2 separate regions of the Ovis aries genome follow, and region 1 is linked to region 2. The links are chromatin contacts, called in public Hi-C maps. All regions are on one chromosome and are shown on one strand. Each heading gives the region's core, a stretch centred on a gene start, on an enhancer-like site or on the middle of the called end of the contact. The rest is flanking DNA. Distances are from core to core; before and after follow the strand shown. Region 1 has its middle 22 kb from the start of CD27. Region 2 holds the start of GAPDH (glyceraldehyde-3-phosphate dehydrogenase).

The links. Hi-C and Micro-C count contacts between places; a contact is called where the count stands out from the background.
Region 1: a Hi-C map of tail adipose tissue shows a contact between it and region 2, with 2.2 times the contacts expected there. The contact joins the enhancer-like site here to the promoter of GAPDH in region 2. A contact is called at or near these places in 2 of 16 Hi-C or Micro-C datasets (skin fibroblasts and tail adipose tissue).

What each region holds. Positions count from the first base shown.
Region 1 is chr3:209,791,888-209,796,354 of ARS-UI_Ramb_v3.0, reverse strand. No RefSeq gene overlaps it. Among named protein-coding and RNA genes, the nearest start is that of CD27, 22 kb to the right of the region's middle. Within about 2 kb of position 1,349, at least 22 of the 54 cell types and tissues checked have an H3K27ac peak or open chromatin away from gene starts, as enhancers often do. A contact at or near this core is called in tail adipose tissue, where this site is marked.
Region 2 is chr3:209,706,632-209,711,451 of ARS-UI_Ramb_v3.0, reverse strand. It overlaps GAPDH (glyceraldehyde-3-phosphate dehydrogenase), which reads left to right and starts at 1,832. Exons shown (of 12, transcript NM_001190390.1): 1 at 1,832-1,852; 2 at 2,141-2,181; 3 at 4,268-4,367; 4 at 4,453-4,559; 5 at 4,675-4,765. The coding sequence starts at 2,159.

The sequences.
Region 1 (4,467 bases), core at 100-2,599, 85 kb before region 2:
CATGCATTATATAAATGGCTGGTGAGCAAATGAATAGAATCCAACCAAAATAAAATCCCTTTGAAGGTGCAGCTCTAAGGGACGTGGGTCAGTTTGTTTAAGTTTTATTCTAGAAGCAGTGAGTTTTGCCCAAGTTCTATTCTAGAAGCAAGTTATTGTGCTTTTTTAAATCTCCTACATATTTTGTCTTGCTGCTGAGACCTTTCAGAGACATTTCAGACTATCTGAAATAGAGTTTAAGAGGAGCTGCTTTATGAAGCCCTTCCAGAGAGTAGATTGCCTTTCATCTCATTATGCCGCATTAACTATTTCTATTATTGATCTTTCTCAGATACTGTCCCAAAAGGAACGATCATTTCTCTACACAGGGCAGCTCTTTAGCCTCTTTGAAGCAAATGTTCCTTCTCTCACGAGAGAACATTTTACCCTGAATCCTTCCTCCCTCATCAAAGATATTGTCCTTAAGTAGACTTTGTCAGTCTCCCCCAAAAGGCAGTAAGTCATTCAAGGGCATCAAGCCTCTGGGAAGCTAACAGAAGCAGAAGGTCTAGAGTAGGGGCTTTTACAGACTATTCCCTGGTTCCCCAAAGAGTCCAGTAACTCGCTGAGTCTAGTCACAATATTGTGTGCATTTTCCAAAGAGAGATAAGGGTCCTTTTCAGATTCTCAAAGGAGCCCCTTGACCCAGAAAAGCTGAGTAAGAACCACTGGTCTAGAGTCTGGCTAAAATAGACTGGGAAATACAGGGGCTTTTAAGTTCAGATAAGAGGCTCTTCCCTGGTGGCTCAGATAGTAAAGAATCTGCCTGCTGTGCAGAAGACCCAGGTTTGATTCCTGGGTTGGGAAGATCCCCTGGAGAAGGGCAAGGCAACTCACTCCAGTACTTTTGCCTGGAGAATCCTATGGACAGAGGAGCCTGGTGGCCTACAGTCCACAGGGTCACAAAGAGTCCAACACGACTTAGTGACTGAACAACAATAACAATACTCAACAGTACTCTCTGGGGTCATACCAAAGACGAATGCCTCAATAGCCCCAGACTGGAGTCCTTGGAACCGAGTCCATCCACCCATCAGCAGCCCTCCCTGAGGGGCTCCTCCAAATCCCTGGGTCTTGCTGAAACCCAACCTGCTCTGCAGACAGGGCGAAGCTTTGGGGAGGGCGGGGGCGGGATGGCCTTGGAGCCAGATGATTGGGGTATTGGGTTTCTAAGTAGTGCCCTCGCCCAAGACAGAAACATTATTCTGCCACAAGGGGGTACCCAACACTCAGACATGAACCTCTTGCCTCTTGCTCAAAGAAGCTTCTCAAGCTCTGAGCCAAAGCTCCTGGTTATCCAATCCGCCCACAAAGCCCTTCTACCCAAGCCCAGTGTCCCGGGGGAGGCTTAGTCACTCCTTTCTGTACAAAGTTTGTGTATGTTCCTGCTGGCTTCAGTCCTTTCCCTAGAGGTGACCTTGGACCCCACGTTCCTCCTCAGAGTCTCCCTGGATCACATAACTTGAATTGTGAAGACCCTGATCAGAGGCGAAGGCAGCACACACTTGTCTCTCCACTCCCCGGGTTACTCCTGGGCCTGCAGGGCCGTCATTCAGAGCTCTGTCTTTAGGGTGTGTTCACAGCTGTGCACAGAGGTCTGCAGATGCTGGTGGGGTGTTATGAAATCATCTCTAGAGAGCTGTGACCTACTCAGACAGAATTTTAAAAAGGCTGATGCTTTCAAACTATGGTGCTGGAGAAGACTCTGAGAGTTCCTTGGACAGCAAGATCAAACCAGTCAGTTCTATAGGAAACCAACCCTGAATATTCATTGGAAGGACTGATGCTGAAGCTGAAGTTCCAATACTTTGGCCACCTGATGTGAAGAACCGACTCATTGGAAAAGACCGTGACGCTGGGAAAGTTTGAAGGCAGTGGGTGAAGGCAATGACAGAGGGTGAGATGATTGAATGGCATCACCAGCTCAATGGACATGAGTTTGAGCAAACTCCGGTGATGGACAGGGAAGCCTGGCCTGATGCAGTCCATGGGGTTGCAAAGAGTCAGACACAACTGAGCGGCTGAACAACAACAGCAGCAGGCAGGATAAGGAAAACATCCAATACTTATCGAGGCTGAAGGAAAGAGTTATCAAGAATTAGCTGAGGCTTGGGTGGGGTCCTGGGCCGCCATGTACTGTAGCGAGGGTGCAATTTGGACCCAGAAGGCAAGGTACAAATCTAAACCCATCGGAAGGTTATGGACTTAGACAAAATCAAAAATATTAAATTTATAAATGGAGGTTAAAATATTTCAGGGAACTTATTGTATCCAATCGAGAAGACTCGCCTAGTTGTACGTTGGCCCCAGGTCTGGCATCCTAGCTTCAAATCTCTGGCAAATAGATAACTTGAGTCTTCTTGAGACAGTCATCACAGATCCTGTTCATACATTGTCCACTTGAGATAGTAACTCTGTTCCCTTGGTGGACAGGTGTCCTTTTAACTCCAGGAAGGTTTGGGATCGACACAGTGGCATTGCCAGCATGGCTAAGATGAAGCCGCGTTTCTTGAAATTCCCTCTCTGTGTGGTTCCAGATTAGGACTGGCTATGAGAGAAGTGTGAGTGGGGTCTGAAAGGTGGAAAGGCAGAAGTGAAGCAGCAACCACTGCCCTGAGGGTCAGCATGGGTGCTAGGGTGCGGCAGCCCCCACCCAGCGCAGCTGCTCCGACAGTTCACTTTTTCAGCCCAGGAAGCAACAACCAGTCCTGCACAGCCTCCTGCTCCTGTCAGACCTCCCCATTCAGCTATGCCAGCTCCTGGGCCAGGAGTGTGTGCCTCTCCACGGCGGAGGGTGCCAAGCGCTTCTGCAAACAACCCACATCTTCCAGGCTGGAGCTGTGAGGGACAGATGCAGGTTCCACGTGGTCCTTCCAAGCCCTCCCCCACTTCACAGCTGGCATTTCTTCCCGGCTGATCTATGGTGATCACAGACCCTTCATCAGTCCCTAATTCCATGTTACTCCCAGTGGTTTTGCTTCTCCGGTCAAAGCTTAACTGATCCCAACAAGAAGTGATGACGGAAATCAGACTCATGCTAAGCTTCACATATATTTGAGTTCTTTTTGGTTTCTTTTCTTTTCTTTGGTAGCATCACATGGCAATGCAGAATTTTGGTTTCCTGACCAGGGATCAAACCCACGCTCCTTGCAGTGGAAGCTCAGAGTCTTAACTGCCGGACCACCATGGAAGTCCCTCAGTAGATTTTAAAAGATAGATATCTTGGACGGCAAGGAGATCCACCAAGTCCATCCTGAAGGAGATCAGCCCTGGGTGTTTTTTGGAAGGAATGATGCTAGAGCTGAAACTCCAGTACTTAAGCCACCTCATGCGAAGAGTTGACTCATTGGAAAAGGCTCTGATGCTGGGAGGGATTGGGGGCAGGAGGAGAAGGGGACGACAGAGGATGAGATGGCTGGATGGCATCGCCGAGTCAATGGACATGGGTTTGGGTGGACTCTGGGAGTTGGTGATGGACAAGGAGTCCTGGCGTGCTGCGATTCATGGGATTGCAAAGAGTCGGACACGACTGAGCGACTGAACTGAACTGAACTGATCATAAAAAGCATCTTCTCTGATCAATAGAATGAAGTTAGAAATTAATAACAAAATGAAGACTGTAAAATTCACACTATTGTGGAAATTAAACAACATATTTTTACTACACTTTTACATTTTAAACAACTAATGGATCAAAGAAGAAACCACACAGGAAATTATAAAATACTTAGAGGCAAGTGAAAACACAACATACTAAAACTCTGGGGATGTAGTGATTGTGGTACTAAGTGGAAATTTTATAGCACATTTTCCTACATTAAAAAAAGCAAGATTTCAAATCAACAGCCTAACTTTACAACTTAAGGGACTAGAAAAAGAAGAACAAGCTAAACCCAAAGCTAGCAGAGGAAGTAAATAACACAGATTAGGGCAAAGATAAACAAAACAGAGAACAGGAAAACTACAGAGAAAATCACTGAAACCAAAAGTTTGTTCCTTGAAAAGATCAACCAAATCAGTAAACTTTTAGATAGACGAACTAAGAGAAAAAGAGAGAAGACAAATTTCTAAAATCAGAAATGAGGGAATTCCCTGGGGGTCCAGCGGTTAGCATTCTGCATTTCCCCTACAACGGGGCACGAGTTCAATCCCTGCCTGGGGAACTAAGATCCTGCAAGCTGTGAGGAGCGGCCAAAAATAATAAAATCAAATTAAATACACATTACTACTCATTCTGCAGAAATGAAAAGGATTATAAGAGAGTACTGCGAACTGTACACCCAAAAACTGGATAACCTAGATGAAATGAATGAGTGCTTAAAGACACAAACCCTGCGAAGACTACCTCACAAGCAGAAAGTTTGAATAGACCTGTAGCTAGCTAGCAGATTAAATCAGTAATCAAAAATCTCTCAGCAGGCTTCTCTC
Region 2 (4,820 bases), core at 583-3,082:
TCCCTGGGCACTGAACTCCCTCCTTTCAGCAAAGGGCAGTAATGAGAAATGACAGGCGTGTGGCAAAGGGCATGCTATGGGCAGTGTGGGAGGGCGGGGGTGGGAGGTCCTGCTAAGGCCCTCTTCAGGCAAAGTACTGTGTCCTTGGCGCTAGAGAGGAAGCCCCATCCACTTCCCAGCAGGCTCCTCAGTGTGGCGCCACCCCTCGCCATGAGGTGCCCACTGGCCCTGCTCTTGCAAAGCCTGGGGCGTGGACCATGCAGATGGCTACCCGCCACAGCAAACATTGGAGGAAGACAGTCCCAGAAAGGGAAGGAACCGCTGGAGTCGGGGTGCAGGACCACGTGCTCTCTGCCTTTTAAGCAAAGGTTATCACCAGCTGGGCTAAACTTAGCCACAGGCTTTTCAGCTGGAGAAGGGGGCTGGTCTCATGTTACGCTGGGCCAGCAAAGAGGTCCCAGTTCTGTCCCCCAGCACCTGCTGATGGGCAATGTCTATTCTACCCCACCCCACCCCCCTCCCCTACAAACCCTCAACCCTTGAGTCCTCAGATCCAGCCCTTCCAACATCCTCAGTTCACAGCCCCGGCACAGTCCCTGGCTTCTTACTGACTGGGCTTGAAGAGGAATGGATTCCTTCCTCCACATCACCTGTGGAGAGGAGCCGGGGCCTGGTCCCACCAAGTGCCCAAGACTCCTGATTTTTTTTCCCCTATTCTGGACTCCTCACGCAGCCCCCAACATCTCCTGGACGCAGCCACGGGAAAGGGAGGCCCTGACTCCAGGGCTGGCCTGCACGTCCCAGGATGGGGAGGGACTTCCGCCCTCACGTCCAGCTCTCAGCCCCGGGGGCGGACCAAGCTGGACAGGGTGAAAGGGGCATTGTCTCCCAGCCCGGGCCGCACAGCCCTCAGGTTTCCCAGGAGCGCCTTTGTGGGAGGCCTCAGGCCTCTATCCGCCCAGCCCCCAACAGAGATGCTATCCCGCGCCTGGGGCCCCCGCCCGAGGCTGGGGAAGAGCCGCTGGTGCACCCAGGGCCCGGTTTCTCAGGTCTGCTGACTGCACTGCAGGACATTGTGACCTTCAGTGCTGAAACCTCCCCGCCTCATGCGTCCTCCGGAGCCTCCTTCCGCTCCAGGCCCCCACAGCCTAGTGCCCAAATCGGCCCCCGGCCCAGAGAGGCCCGAAGCCAAGTTATGGGGGAGTGGGGGAAAGTGGAGGAGCGGGGAGGTAGCCGGCTGGAGGCCCCTCCCGTTCTTTGCAACGCGGGTGTCACTACCGAAGAGCCTCGAGACGTTCCTCAGCCTTCCGGCTTCTCAGCCTTTGAAAGCAGGGGAAGCGGGGGCGGGAACGGGGGAGCCTGCAGCCGCGAGCTGTTCCTGCTCCAATTCTCCATCCAGCCGACTCCCCAGGTCCTCCCGTTATATCCTTGCGGCAGCTTTAACCTCCCTGGCTCCCAGGTGTCCACATTTTTCTCCAGGGCCTCCGGCCCCGAGTTTACTCTCTCCCGCAGTGCTCCCTCCTCCCCACCAGTTACCATCGCCGGTCCCCCTCCTCCTTCGGGCCAGTCTCAGTCCCCTCCCCCACGTCGTCCTCAGCCCACACGCGCGGTGCGTGCACAGTTCAAGAACCTGGCGGACCCAAAAAAAAAGCGGTAGGCCGACTACTCGCAAGTTTACGGGCGCACGTAGCTCAGGCCTCCGCACCCCAGGGGCTGGGACTGGGCGAGGCGGGCCCGCGTCGCCACACCCCCTCCCCGCCCCCCATCCCTTATAAATTCGGGCTGCAGCCTCCTCCTGCGCTCTCTGCTCCTGCCCGTTCGACAGATAGCCGTAACTTCTGTGCTGTGCCAGGTAAAAGCCTGGCCGAGAGGAGGCACAAAGGGCTGGGGGATAGGCCCACCCAAAAGGGACGAGGGGGAGTTCGGGCGCCGGGTGTGCGGCTGCTGGGGCTGGGGTTGACTGATCGCGCCCAGCCGGGCCCCCCGCATTGCAGGGGCGGGAGGAAGGACGTGCGGAAGCGCAGGTCCTGGATGGAGGCTTGGGGGGAGGGGAGGGGAGGACCTGGTGGGGAGAGGTGGTCAGCGCTGGATTCCGTCCTCTTAGCCCCGCGCTCTAATGCTCACCTTCCTCTGCCCGTAGCCGCATCCCTGAGACAAGATGGTGAAGGTCGGAGTGAACGGGTGAGTTACGAGCAGGGGTGGAGTGGGGTGGGGCAGGGCAGTCTTGCGGTCCTCACCGCATTGCGCTAGCGGGTCTCTGCAAGCGCGAGGAGAACCTGGATAGGGTGGTCGTACCCACCGCCCCCCGCAAGGAGAATTCAAGGTCAGCGCTCAGACCTGGAGGAGGCCCTCGAAGGCCTCGTGTGCCCCCCATCTCCAGCTATACTGCGCCCCTGAGGAACCTTCCACCACTTTGCAGCAGATACACAGGAAATTCCAATTCTTGCTTGGGCCGCATCCCCTAATCCCGCACCTGGGGCTCTTTTCTTTCCTTTCGCGCTCTGCGGGGTCACGTGCCGGGGAGGAGCCCGTCCCCCACCCCCACCCCAGCCCGTGCCCCCAGCAGGCGCAGCCCCGGGGGTGCCAGGAGGCACAGCTGCGCACAGAACCAGCTGGGAGGGGTCATCTGCGGTAACCCAGCCGCCATGTTGCAACTGGCTAGGAAGGAAATGAATGAACTGCCCATTAGGAAACCCTCCTTAGCCCTGCCGTCTTTTCGCCTTCCTTGCCCGTGACTAACGCTCCTACCCCTGCCTCGTGGGATGGAGTCACGTTTAGCCCATAGGCCAGGTGAGGCCAGGCTTTCCCGTTCTTGCAGCTGGACCTCAACTCTGATCCTAGTAACCCCAGACCATCACTTAAACTGCCGGCCAAATTCCGCGGCCCCCCCCCCCTCCTCCACTCCCAAGAATGAGAGGATGCTTTTCCTAGATGGTTCTCTGACGAATTCAAAACGTGGGCTCGTGGGAGGGGTCTTGCAGTTTGGGGGTGTTTCTCCTTTCCTTTTCCGGAGAGGTGTGGTGGCCGTGGCTAGGCGCCATGCTTGGGGGAGCTGAGTCATGGATACTTAGAAATTTTCCACCACAAAATGGCTCCCAGAGCTGCAGCCCCTGTGGTCTTGCCGGCTCTCCTCGAGGCTCCTTTCCCCCATCTTTGCCTGGAGCTGACCCCACCCTAAAGGCCAGGCTATAAAGGTCACCAGGAGGATTAAGTGTCTGTGAGCCCCGGGAATCCTGCCCTTCTCCCCATCCCATCCTCCAGAAACCAGATCCCCGCTCCACCTAAGCTGGGGTTAAATATAGCTGCCTGACCTTTCTGCAGCTGGGGGCCTGGGCTTTTGCTCTCCGCCACCACCCCCCTACTCCCTAATAACTGTTGGCTCCCAATCCTGATTTTTGGAAGAGCTTGGAAGGATAGGTGCTGAGCAAGTCAGAACCCCAGGATGAGGGGGTTGAGAAACCAGTTCTCCCTCTCCTCTTTTGTGGGGGAGAGAGGGTAGGTTTCCCCGTCCAGTTCATGCTGACCTTTGCTCTTGCCCTTTGAGCTTGGTGATGCTGAGTGGACTAGTGTTTGTGGTTCAGAGGGTGTAGCCCGAAGTGGGGCCATACAGGAGCAAGCGTTTGCAGAGTAGGTGTGATGAATGCCACGTGCCCGGCCTGTAGGTGGCAGCAGCTGCGCACCACTCCATCAACTCCACGGATTGCCAGTGACTAGGGGGTGGGCGGGCACATGCCTGGCCTGTAGGTGGCAGCAGCTAACTGCGCACCACTCCATCAACTCAACAGATTGCCAATGACTAGGGGGTGGGTGAGGAGAAGGCAGTGGCACCCCACTCCAATACTTTTGCCTGGAAAATCCCATGGACGGAGGAGTCTGGTAGGCTGCAGTCCATGGGGTCGCTAAGAGTCGGACAAGACTGAGCGACTTCACTTTCACTTTTCACTTTCATGCATTGGAGAAAGAAATGGCACCCCACTCCAGTGTTCTTGCCTGGAGAATCCTGGGGACGGGGGAGCCTGGTGAGCTGCCGTCTATGGGGTTGCACGGAGTTGGACACGACTGAAGTGACTTAGCAGGGGGTGGGTGAGCCTTTCCACTCTGTGGGCTGACAGGGTTGCTCAAGAAAAATAAAGTGAGTTCTCGCGAGACTTTGCAGGGGTAACAGAGTGGCCTCTTCTCTGAAAGAGGGTGAATGGGCAGGGGGCTGCTTCCGTGCCCAGGAGGAATCCCCTCCCCCTCACCCCTTCTTGTCTCTTGTCCCCCTCAGATTTGGCCGCATCGGGCGCCTGGTCACCAGGGCTGCTTTTAATACTGGCAAAGTGGACATCGTTGCCATCAATGACCCCTTCATTGACCTTCACTACATGGTGAGTGCTGCCCCTTAGTGGACGGGGTCAGAGCCTGGCTGAGGTGCAGCCCCTTGATGCCCCCCTCCTTTGTGGCCCCCCCCAGGTCTACATGTTCCAGTATGATTCCACCCATGGCAAGTTCCACGGCACAGTCAAGGCAGAGAACGGGAAGCTCGTCATCAATGGAAAGGCCATCACCATCTTCCAGGAGTAAGTGTGGGAGATGGAACAGGAAGAACTTGGCCTTGGAGGAGGCACTGGGACGGGGTGATCACCTGCGGTCTGTGGTACCGTGTCCCTGAGCTTTGTCCTGTCTTTCTCATAGGCGAGATCCTGCCAACATCAAGTGGGGTGATGCTGGTGCTGAGTACGTGGTGGAGTCCACTGGGGTCTTCACTACCATGGAGAAGGCTGGGGTGAGCAGTGAGGGGCTGGAGAGGAGGGTGTAACAGGAGGATGGGGGAGGGGAGG